Regions from separate parts of the Mus musculus genome. Here region 2 is linked to region 1. Evidence: chromatin contacts called from public promoter capture Hi-C data. All regions are on one chromosome and are shown on one strand. Each heading gives the region's core, a stretch centred on a gene start, on an enhancer-like site or on the middle of the called end of the contact. The rest is flanking DNA. Distances are from core to core; before and after follow the strand shown. Region 1 holds the start of Ces1c (carboxylesterase 1C). Region 2 holds the start of Ces1g (carboxylesterase 1G).

Region 1 (6,053 bases), core at 1,865-4,364:
GTTTCCATGTTCAGGTGGAGTGAGCAAAGTCTCCAAAGGTCTTGTTGCGTGACCTGCTAAGGTCCAACTTCTTCCTGTTCCAACAGCCACTATTGACTCCTCAAAAGAGGCTCTTAAACAAACAATGTAGCATGGAATTCAGAGCAATTATTGAATTCTCCCAGAGTATTAGGAACATACTCAGGTTCTCCTTGTATATGAAGCCATTCATGGGTCAGTTCAGCCTAAGGCATCTATTATTCTTTCTGTTTTACAGTTGAGGAATTGGTGGCACAGAGAGGTTTGACAGAGGGCTGGAGGACACAGAGCTAGGAAGATCATGTTAGGTAGTGCTTATACTTCAAGTAGATTATAGCAACACCCCAGGGCACTTTGCAGTGAGAAGATCTGCTATAACCGTCACTGGGTATAGAAGTGATGCTGTGTAGAGACAGCATGGCACAAGCCACATCAAATGACAGAGAGACCTGAATGTCTGTCCCAGGTCATTTTTCCTACACCACTGAGAACAGTGCATGATATTCATAAAAATATAAATTTACATGTCACATCTGGATAGAAGAATTCAGGCTCACTAATGCTTAGAAAAAATGTAGTATAGAAACAATGTTTCTGTTTATTATTGTTATGGTCTCATTTTGTTTACCCAGTGTACACAGGAAAAATTCATCAAGTAAGGCAAGGCATGGGTAAAAGCCAGGGACAGAAGTTTGTAAGTTTCCATGGGAGAATTGTGCAGAGTTTGGTTGTTTATGGAGACAAATGAACCCAAAGTTCATGTTTTTCACTCAGCAATGTGACCTTTGAAAACTTATCCCAAACTGTTTATGGTTGTATTTAATGAATCTATCAGAATTTTGTTCATTACCAAAAACCTAAACTATGTATATGTATATGTACATATATGTACATATAATCTTATTATATATTATATTTGTTATTATATACCATTAACATTATATTACACATTATAAGATAAAATATATTTTCATACCACATATATGTGTAACATGTATATTATATACATGGTATGAAAGGATGCTGATGTATATGAATATGCCAGGATGCTACCCACACTCTCTATTTATATTCTCTGTTTAATGGAGGAATTACACAGACAAAGGCCTTGAAAGCATGATCTCAATTGTTAATAGCAGCTAACTCTGGGCTGTTGAATTGTACATGATTTTAACTCTCCTTCTCTTGTGTGTGTGTGTGTGTGTGTGTGTGTGTGTGTGTGTGTGTGTGTGTGTGTGTTAGAGTATTGTCTTACTTTGCAAGCAAAATGAAAACATAGCAAATATTATTTGTAGATGAAAGGCATGGAATGGTAAGAAGACAGCCAGAAACAGAATCCTGGAAACTCCCATAGGAACCTTGAAGAGGATATGAATGCTGTCTGATCCGACATTTGTATGTGTTTGAGGTTCTCCTAGGTGGCCATGAGGCCATCTGGAATTCTCGGGCTTGTTCACTCAGTTGCCAGGGGTGATGTGACACACCCTTAATAGTTGCTTGTTAGTAGGTAGCTAGGTAGATCTGGGTGTGAGAACTTTCAGTCATCTTTACTATTCTCTTCACATACCAGTCCACAGCTACCACACTCCTAAGCAACACTAAAGTTCAAATCAGAGTACTATAGCAGCTCACTTCTCATTGACCTTATCTGATCAATTGCTATTTTCCAAAGTATTTAGGATATTCTAGGTTATTATATACTTGATGTTCTGGTCCACAGATTTCTCATTTTCTCTTTTCATCCAATAGGATAAAAGATTCACAAAGTACAGATTTATTTCCTTAAATAGTTTGTGAAAACCCAGAATATTACTGATTCACCACATGTACTTAGTAAGTTTGTCCTAAATAAAGGGTTTGGAAAACTACGAGTGTACTTAGTAACTAGACCATATTTAACCATGCTCTCAGGGATGCCAGTAGTTACTATTAATATAGCTAATCAGAGGATTGCCTCATCTCCATACTGGATCACTGTTGCTATGTATTGTAATGCTAAGTACTGGCTCTGGTTGCCTCAGGGAAGAGGAGATCCTCAGTTACAGCAAGTGATGCTGTGTAGCCATCACAAGGTATCCTTGATTGGTCAATAGAGATGCCTACAGCCTATAGCTGGGAAGAAGAGAGGTAAACAGAATTTCAATTCCTGGGCTTGGGGTCTGAGATAGGACTATGAGATGGGGCAGAGAAAGTGAAGAGAAGACAGATGGCACTGGGGAGGTGAATCATAAAAACATAGCCACAAAGGCTGGCCAGTTAGTGTAAGAGCAGCCCAGGCGAAACATGGTAAATTATATCTCAGGGTTATTAATAGAGAAATAGACAAAAAAGCTTAGACATTAAATATCTGCCCAACTCCAGTGCTTTAAAGTCTTACTATAAATATAAAGGTTGTATGTTTTTCATTTGGGAACTAAATGATCCAAGGAATGGCAGAAACCTCCAATTAACATTAAATATTTATCTCAACACATACTCACTAAAATAGTCCCCATCCCAGTGGCTTACATAGGAGGGTAGGAGGTGGCATTCTTCACGAAGCTCCAGGGCTCTGCAGGCTGTGGTGGAGCAAACCTCAGAGATCCAAGAGGGGGCTTGGCAAAGGGGACTCCCAGGAAGACGGCCACAGGCTGTTCAAATCCTTCTAAGCTGATATACTTCCCCAGGACTTTGCCTTGTGTGGTGTCCACCACAGGTGGTAAGAGTGAGTGTCCTGATGGTCGAGAAAATGTGAGGACACATCAGAGGGGGTAGATCAAACCTGGATTCATGGTTGGTTTAATCACTTTTAGGCTTGTATCATTGATAGTCATTTGAATCTTCTAAGGCCTCTTTTCCTTCCAACATTAAATACAGGGTCAACTAAAACATAATCTGTTTGGAGGTATAAAAGTCGCCCATCTAAGCCAGCACAAGAGTCAGTGCTCTGCTTTGTGCCTGCCCTGTATACATTTCACCTACTTCATCAAAGACAGATTTCCATATGTGTAACCCAATGTTTGTAATCCAGAAGTACTTACCCAGAATTGGGCAAACAGCAAGAGAAGCCCAGACCAGAGCATGGAGCCACATGTTGGAAGGAAGGAGAGGAGCTCTTAGAGACAGGGAGGTGTCTGCTGCTTAAATAGAAAGCCTTGTTCCTGCCTCTTTGCTGTGGACCCTCCTCTAGACCAATTAGCATAATTACATAAAGCTCCCCCTCCTCCAAAGAGCTCCCTGGGTGTTTGTTAGGACCTCCAAGCCACACCCACTACGAGTTTACTCTTCTTTTTCTTTAAAGATACTACCCACACTCTGATACCAAATGGCCACAAACTCATCCAACCTCTTATGCAAACACTTCTGTTTGAAATAAAAACTCAGTGCACTTTGAACTTCTCAAGGTAGGCACCAGCAAGCAAATGCATGGAGGCAGGCAGAAGCTTTGGGTTAGGATTCCCACACAAGCTGGAGAATTAAGAGCACTTCACATCCCCAGTGTTTCTCTGCTGGGAACATTGCACACTTTCCAGCTGCCATGGGCTGCTATTTCCTAGAAAAGATGCTCTCAAGTTTGGAAGATTTCTAATCTCACTCTTCAGCCAACATTTATTTCATATGCCAACTATCCTTGCCTGGTGGCCTGAAGCGCCAATGCACACCTTCTCTGTTAATGATCTCACTGCTTTTGGAGCAGGGATGTTTAAACAGAATGTTTGTATTAGTTACTCCTGGTTGTTCTGATGAAACGCATAGAGCAAAGGCAACATAAGGAAGAGAGAGTATTCAGAGGTAGAGGAGTCTACAATGGCAGAGCAGAAGCATGGTGACACGTAGCAAACCAGATGGTTGGAACAGAGAGATGAGAGCTCATAATATTTAAATGTAAGCTCACAGCAGAGAGTGAACTAGAAACAAGAAAGCTTTAAATTCTCTAAGCCTACCTTCACTGACATACTTCCTCTAATAAGGCTACATCTTCTAAATATCTCCAAACAACAGCACTGCCTGGTCAAGGAGTGTTTGAATGCCTGAGACTATCGGAACAGTTCTTACTCAAATACTCCATTGTTTTTATGTCAAATAAACTCTGTGAACCACAATCTTTTGGCTAATCATCCACACATGCCTCTTTCTATGAAATCTTTCTTTCTTGGAGATTTTATTTTTATTTTAAGTGTATGAGTATTTGTGTGCATATACGTCTATGCAGTATATGCATGTAATACCCACAGTGGCCAGAAGAGGGAGGGCTTCAGGACTTCAGGGAATGGAGTTATAAATTGAGAACCAATAAATGGGTATTGGAAATTGAACACCTGTCCTCTACAAAAGCAGCCATTGCTCTTGATGACTGATGCACATCTACAGACCTTATCTATAAATTAATTAAAATGCCCCAAATGTTTGGCCTTAAGTCCACTGGAATGTAGGGCAAAATAAACAGAATATGTATTGCTTGATTTCTGCTTTAACTATGTGGTATTATTTCTGTTTCTCAACCCTAGAAACAAAGAAGCATGTGTCTCTCTGCAGAACATTTGGAAACTTTGTGGCAAAGGGTCACTGTATATATATAATTTAGCTTTGCTTTGACCCTGTTTAAGGAATTGAGAGAAACACTTTTTTTGTGTGGGACTGGAAAGGGTAGTCTTTGGAGTTTTTGGTGTCTGGAGTGGGAACAGGGGACATAAGTAAAATAAGACTTTAAAAAAAATTAAATTGCTTGAGAATGGAGAGATTGGCTCAGTTGTAAAGAGACAGAGCCCATGTTGATATTGAATAGTGCCCCACCATCTCCAGTAGGATCTCTGTGATAAGTTCCACAGACTGAGGTGGTAGACTTCAAAACACGGAGGTCTCCTGGAACCAGTTGTGTAATTCTTGCCCAGAGAAAAAATATTGAACCATAGTTCTCATGGCAATTTATCTGTTTTATCTTCTCTTATTCTTTTTCTTACTTATGAGATGTTCCTGATGGCCTAGGCTAATATCTTAAGCAAGAATAATGGGTATAAGACTATCCCTTGAGATGGGGGCACTAGCCATGACCTTATCTCTGGGGAAATCAGGGCTTCACTTCATAAATTATTTACAAGATAGTATTGATAGAGAAAAACTTTTCCAACAATAAAATTTCATATGGCTACCCATGTGTCATCAGAATTGGGCTTTGGTATATTGTTTTAGAAAGTTTTAAATAAAAAAAAATTAAAATAGTTTAAATTTATGTTTTGAAGATTCACAAAAAGAACAGGTACTGGATGTTGTTAAATAATATCTAACCATAAACATTTATTAACCTGCTCTTAGAATTATGCTGATAGCCTTGCATGATTTTTGTGCTTTACTGTGCCAAGTGACTATAATGATATCTGTCATATCCATGACTGCTTCACTGAACACAACCTCTCAGAGTTGTAATAGTTGGGTTTTTTTTTAATGTATAAAAATCCTTGATTGAGAGCTGCAAAATGCACTCAGATTCAAAGTGACTCGGTGTTTGTTTCTGTTTGTCACCACTGAATCTTTACCAACCTAGCTTTCGAGGATTATCATGTCAGAAGACACCCCCCCCCCATACCTGACTTGGGTGGTCTGTGGCACTATAGGGTGTAAGTTCCATTCCAAGCATCCATTTTGGGCAACTCACAGCTACAGTTACTCTAGATCCAGGGAATCTGTCGCCTTCTTCAAGCCTCCAGGAGTAGTTGCAAACACACACACACACACACACACACACACACACACACACACACACACACGTGTGTGTGTGTGTGTGTGTGTGTGTGTGTGTGTGTCTGTCTGTCTGTATGTATGTGTTTGTGTAAAAACTAAAATCATTAACAGAAATCCAGTTGTTTACAAGAAGAAAATGACAACCCATTTTATATTTTGTAATGACAGTGAAGCAGAGGTGACTATAAGAGAGGACATTTGAATACTGATGGATCTGAGATACCTGGACATTTGAATACTGATGGATCTGAGATACCTGGCTCATTGGTAAAGTTGATGGAACAAAACAGCAACCCAGATCCTCCATTTGTCTCTTC
Region 2 (5,828 bases), core at 2,400-4,899, 210 kb after region 1:
AGTCTAGACCAGTGATCCCCATGCTTACGGGCAACCTGCTGTTCTGTGTTAAGTCAGCAGGAGTATAAATGTTGAGGTAGAGACAGTCCTCAGAAAATTTGTGGGGAATGATCTTCCTTTGGTTGGTGAAGAGCTCAGCGAGCCTCAATGCTGCCTCTGGGTTTTGGTAGCACCTGGGAAGGAGAAAGAACGCCTGAGTTTCCACCAGATGGAAGTAGGGCATGCTGTCTGCCGCTCAACCTTGCACCAGGTTTGAACTTGGTCATGCAGTTAGTATCGGTGTGTAAGGGGTGGTGGGGAGGTCTATGTGTTTCCTGGGGGAAACTTTGACTTCTCTAATGCCTTCTAACTCTGCAGAGAGAGAGAAGGGCTTGGTGTCTTTCTCCTTCCCAGAGTTTTTGGATACCCTAAGCCCAGGAGAGAAGAACTCAGATGCTGGCCTGTCCTTCAATACAGCATTCTCTTCATGGCCAGGATAGATGTTGTGTCCAAGCCTCTGCTGAGCTTTCTATTATGGGCGATAGACTGATGTGGTACTCCATCAGAAGAACATGTCCTTATCGTTGAGATATTTTCATTCAACCAATGGCACAATCTCTAACAACAAACACATACACTGCACAGGTCAGGAATTGTGCTTTATAAGGGAGCTTAGGAAAAACTACATCATAGTTCTGCTTCAACCACGAATAAGCTGGGCCATTTTGGGCAAATTCCTCTACTGAGACTCAAAATGCCAGGTCCAGGAAAAAAAGTATTAACTCTAAGGGTACTGCTGCCCTGCCCTGCTAAGGTTCTGCCTTTTCCAAAGCCTAGCAATCATGGATGGCTGCCCTTATAGGAGAACTTAATGGTCCAACACAGAGAAGAATGGAGGCAATTATGGAGTCCTTCAAGTATTCAAACACTTACTCTTTATGAGCAAAAGTCATTTAAGACCCACATGAACCACACACATTTATTATTTTCCCCATTTTATAGAATAAAAATTGAAGCACAGATGTTAGACAACTACCTCACGGACAGTTACTTAGTATGGTGTCTTAAATAAGAGTGACCTCCAGAGGCTCATGCATTTGGATACTTGATGCCCACTTGGTGAAACTGTTTGGGAGGTATGGCCTTGGTGGAGGAGGTGTGTCTCTGGGGGTAGGCTTAAGGTTTCAAAATGCACAACATTCTGAGTTACTTCCCCTACCGTTGGTCCATGATTGTTTTAAGATCTGAGCTCTCACCTACTGCTCAAGCATCATGCCTGCTAGAGTGCTACCATGCCCCTTGACATGATGGTCATGGACTCATCCTCTGACACTGTAAGTCCCCATTCAAATTCAACTCTTTCTCCTATAATTGCCTTGGTCATGGTGTCTACACAGCAATAGAAAGACATCTAAAACATTCAGGAAGTTGGTGCTCAATTTATAAGAACAAGGTCCCCAAACAGGGCCCCAGTGGCTTACAAAGGAGGGTAGGAAGTGGTGTGCTTCACGAAGCTCCAGGGCTCTGCAGGCTCTGGTGGAGCAAACCTCAGAGATCCAAGAGGGGGCTTGGCAAAGGGGACTCCCAGGAAGACGGCCACAGGCTGTGAGAATCCTTCTAAGGTGACATACTTCCCCAGGACTTTGCCATGAACGGTGTGTACCACAGGCGGTAAGGATGGGTGTCCTGTTTGACAAGAGAAAATGAGGATGAAACAGAAGGGAAATGGTCAGACCTGGATTCCAGGCAGGCTTTGTCACTTTGTAGGCATGTGAGCTTAACTACTACCTCAACCCTCTAGGCCATGGCTTCTTTTCATGTAAGATGAAGGAAATTTTCTTCCTATATCAGAAGGATGATGGAAGGAGAAAATTGGAACTGGATGTATAAAATTAACCAAAGTAGTTGCAAAAAAAAAAAAAAAAAGTCCATTGTGAATAAACATATCATTTTCTTTCTCTCTTAGACACCGCTGGAGACATTTATCCATATCTCAGTGCTGAGCTGTGTGCTGAATGAGACAATGACCAACAGTGGCCCAACCCTTGGGAGGATGACCTCATGAGAAGGACCACAGACACACTTTCTTCAGATAATAAAGAGGTTGGGACTTTCGAGAAGGAAAAGAGAGATACAGAAATTAGAATGAATGAGGCCTTTTGGCTGGTGTCATCATTGAGAACATCAGACTCAGAGAAGAGCAGGGAGATGACAAAATGAGAGTAAATGAAGAATAAGCATGGAGCACAGAGGGCTAGAGACAGCACCATGCAAGGCACTTCTGGGAAAAGAAAATGGCATATGAATATGACCAGGTCAGTCCAAGGGGAGAGATTATAATCCTGTGTTATTGGGGATGTGTAAAGAAGGATACCAAATACCTAGTTAAGGAGCTTTATGTAGTGGGTAAATAATCACAATAAATAGCTATGGGATCACTCAGGTTCTAGAAGAGGCGAGTCATAACATTAAGCATGATCATGCAGAGGGAGAAAATTTGGGTATTGGACTTTTGCATAACTACTGCCTCAGCTCTATTCTTGCTCTGTGAAGTCTTTCCCTCATCTCCCCACAGCTTCTCATTTGTTCTCTTTCTGCCTGCTGTGGATCTCTGACTTAAGGTATGTTTTATTTGAGATGTTTTTCCTTCAAGGCCAATGATTTAACAATGCAACAAGCCCACCATAGTTTTGAGAGTGTCTGTTATCAAGAGTAGCTGATAGTGCTATAAACAGTGTTATAAAAAAATCATGCCATGCACTGAGGAAAGCCCTATGCTTAGTCTCTTTGCTTTTAGGTTACCAGACACAATGAGGTATCTTTCCTGAGACACATATGTGTTAAAATGTCCATAGGTAACAGCATTGCTATTTTGTGTGACTTCCAAGATTCTATGCTATAGTAGACACTTCTATAATGAGAGGAAAGAGTTACGCAATGATCTGGAGATGTATATCAGAAATTTATAGACTAACTTCTAAATCTTCAAATTCTCTGAAATTATCCCAACTAGGAAAGGCTACATCACTGTCCCCTGTCTCCCCTCTTCTTTCCAGGGTAAACCATGACAAAGACCTTTGACAGCAGCTTCCATTCTGCCTCAGCCTTCTTAATAACCCAGTGCATCTCCCTCTGCCATAACTTCGTTGCTTTGCCCCACCCCTTTTCGGGAAATTTTCAGGAAGAAATTACCTTTTCAATGCTCAACAGTTCTTGGCTAATTCTACAAGTCAAACTTCCTATGGATATACTCTACTTTAAAGCACATATATATATATATATAATATCCCCTAGACCAGCCGGTATTCAGAGTGTTACAGAAAATTGTTCATTTCACACTGGACTGCAACCCAATGGGGAAGAAGCAGGCACGGCAAAATTAAATTCCTCACTCAAGGACATAAAACTCCAAAGCCCTCAGCTTAGAGTAACTGGTGTATTCTGTCCATGTCTGGCGGATGAACACCTCTAAGAAATGGGATCTGTTTTTAATTTTCCTGAATGCATCTGCATTCACCAAGGCCCAGGACAAAGAATTTCAAATGTGCACCCGGAAGTACTCACCCAGACTCAAGCAAGCAGTGAGAGAGATCAGACTCAAAGCACAGAGCCACATCATGGAAGAATAGCAGCTCTGGGGTCTAGTGAGGTGTCTGGTGGTGGAGATAATGCACTGATCCTGCCCCACAGCTATAAACTCATGCCTGAAATCCTGCCCACTAAGCCAATTTGCATAGAATCACCAAATGAAAATTCCTGACTGAGAGCTCTCTGGGCGCCTAATGGGACTTCTTAGTCACACCGACCTAGAGTTTAAACAAACTCTCTCTCTTATTTGACCAGCCATTGGACAGCTCTCAGATAACAGAGGTCCATAAACTAACCAAGGAACATCTTACATAATGTTTCTCCCCTTTGGAATTCAAACCTCAGTGTTCTGTCGGCCTCCCAAAGGCAGAGAGTAGCACAGCAGGCCTTCAGACAGGGAAAAGCTTTGATTTGACATCTCCAGTAAACAATGATAAATTTTAGAACAAATCAAAACCTCCAAACATCTCAGATCCATGATCTGAATACATCTCTTGGCATCCCTGGGCTTGTGCTTCCTTGAGTTCTAGACCCATGGTTGGTCTTTATACTTTATCCAGGGTCTGCTGATGTCTAAATACTGCCCTTACAATACTCCTATCAAGTGCTCTGTCTTCTTCTACTCTACTCTAAGGTCAGAGAGATCACTATTTTAAAGAACAGGGGTTTGGAGACAGTTTCTCCCCATAGTAGGTATCCCTCCATAGTCTAATTATCTGCCTATTCATTATCCGTCCATTATTCAAACATTAACCACAATGACTAGCATTTCCTTCTACAGGAAAGAAAATGGGAAAGGAAAACTGCAAGCCTAGCACTCTATTACCACCCTCACCCCCACCCCCAGATATCTGTGAATGTAGTTTTCTTCAGTGAGAGACTAAACTGCCCCACACTCATGTAACCAAGGCAACATGTGCAGCATCATTTTCTAATTTAGCTATGTGTTTGGGGTTCTGTTCTGCCTAAGGGTCTACAGTATCTTCTTTAAAATCATTTGTAGGCAGTATTGTGGCACTTTCATAAATATGCCTTAAATTTATTTCCTTTTTTGTCCTCCTCCCACTTTGCCCTCGCACACCCTTCTTGTTTATCCCTGTTCTCCTCCCAGCTGGCTAACCTCTGAGCTTTTGTGCCATGTGGGTTTCTGACCTAGGCCAGCAATTCATTCCTGAATGATAGAGTCCTGAGAAACAAGGTGCAGGGTGTCAGAGTTAAGGAGATAGAAAAGATGGGCTTAAGAAATCTTACACAAGCAGTGGGTTATGCCAAGCAAATTTACTAAGAAGTATAGCATCTTATATACTATCCCTGGGAGAGAAATCAGATAGAGCCAGCAGAAACAATCTTACAATGAGATGAAGTCAGCAGGAAGTTAATCAAGCAATGTTGCAAAAGAGAAATGCAGGGTATCTGAAAAGCTTGAGACCAACACACAGTGGCATTGGGACTTGTAACCATAAATATAGAAGGAAGAATTAGGTTTTCAGGATCCAAAGCCACAGCTTCCCCAAGGTGCTGGATCCAAGCCATTAATGTCTCTACTAAGTAAATTCTTGGTTTTAGATAAGTAAATGTGTTCCTTCTCCTACATCAGGAAAAAGCTCTCATGTCCCTGGGTTCAGGCTATTACTGGCTCTGCCAAACTTGTTCCTGGTTTAGAGAAAGAGCTATGTTCCTTCTCTATACATTAGGGCTTCTGAGAAAGCCTTGAATCAGTCGAGCCTTCAAGATTTTCAATGATCTCAACTCTCTAAGGATATTTTCCTCATTTATAAGAGTCCCATCTCTAGTTACTGTCCTCTCCCTCCCTCTCCCCTTCCTTGCCTCGCCCCCTCCACACACACACAATTCTAAATCCCACATGTGAAAATAGCATGTATACTATAGATCTAAGACCCAGCAGCCCTTTGGAAGAGAGAAATCCATTTTCTGTTAGGGTAATAGTCTCTGCTGAATGTCAGGTGAAGACAGATTAATTTGTTTCTAAATGTCTTTATTTCCTTGGCTGTAATATAACTAAGCTGTTTAAAAACAAAGACACAACTAAAACGAGTTGGGAGCACAGAACCAGGCTAACCTGGGTAAGGACACAACAATTGGCTATCCAACACCAAATGATCAGCCCTGAAAGCATACACACAAGTAACTTGGTTTTAGGTAAGCAACTGTGTTGTGATGACCCCCAGCCATAAAATTATTTTCGTTGCTACCTCATAACTGGAACTGGGCTACTGTTATAAGTCACAATATAAATATTA

The links. Promoter capture Hi-C pulls out the DNA fragments that hold promoters and counts their contacts.
Region 2: a promoter capture Hi-C map of liver shows a contact between it and region 1, with 2.1 times the contacts expected there. The contact joins the promoter of Ces1g here to the promoter of Ces1c in region 1. A contact is called at or near these places in 2 of 39 promoter capture datasets (both in liver) and 4 of 484 Hi-C or Micro-C datasets (liver and nephron progenitors).

What each region holds. Positions count from the first base shown.
Region 1 is chr8:93,128,169-93,134,221 of GRCm38.p6, forward strand. Ces1c (carboxylesterase 1C) reads right to left here and starts at 3,115. Exons shown (of 13, transcript NM_007954.4): 1 at 3,039-3,115; 2 at 2,527-2,731. The coding sequence starts at 3,090.
Region 2 is chr8:93,333,560-93,339,387 of GRCm38.p6, forward strand. Ces1g (carboxylesterase 1G) reads right to left here and starts at 3,650. Exons shown (of 14, transcript NM_021456.4): 1 at 3,544-3,650; 2 at 1,461-1,665; 3 at 29-173. The coding sequence starts at 3,595.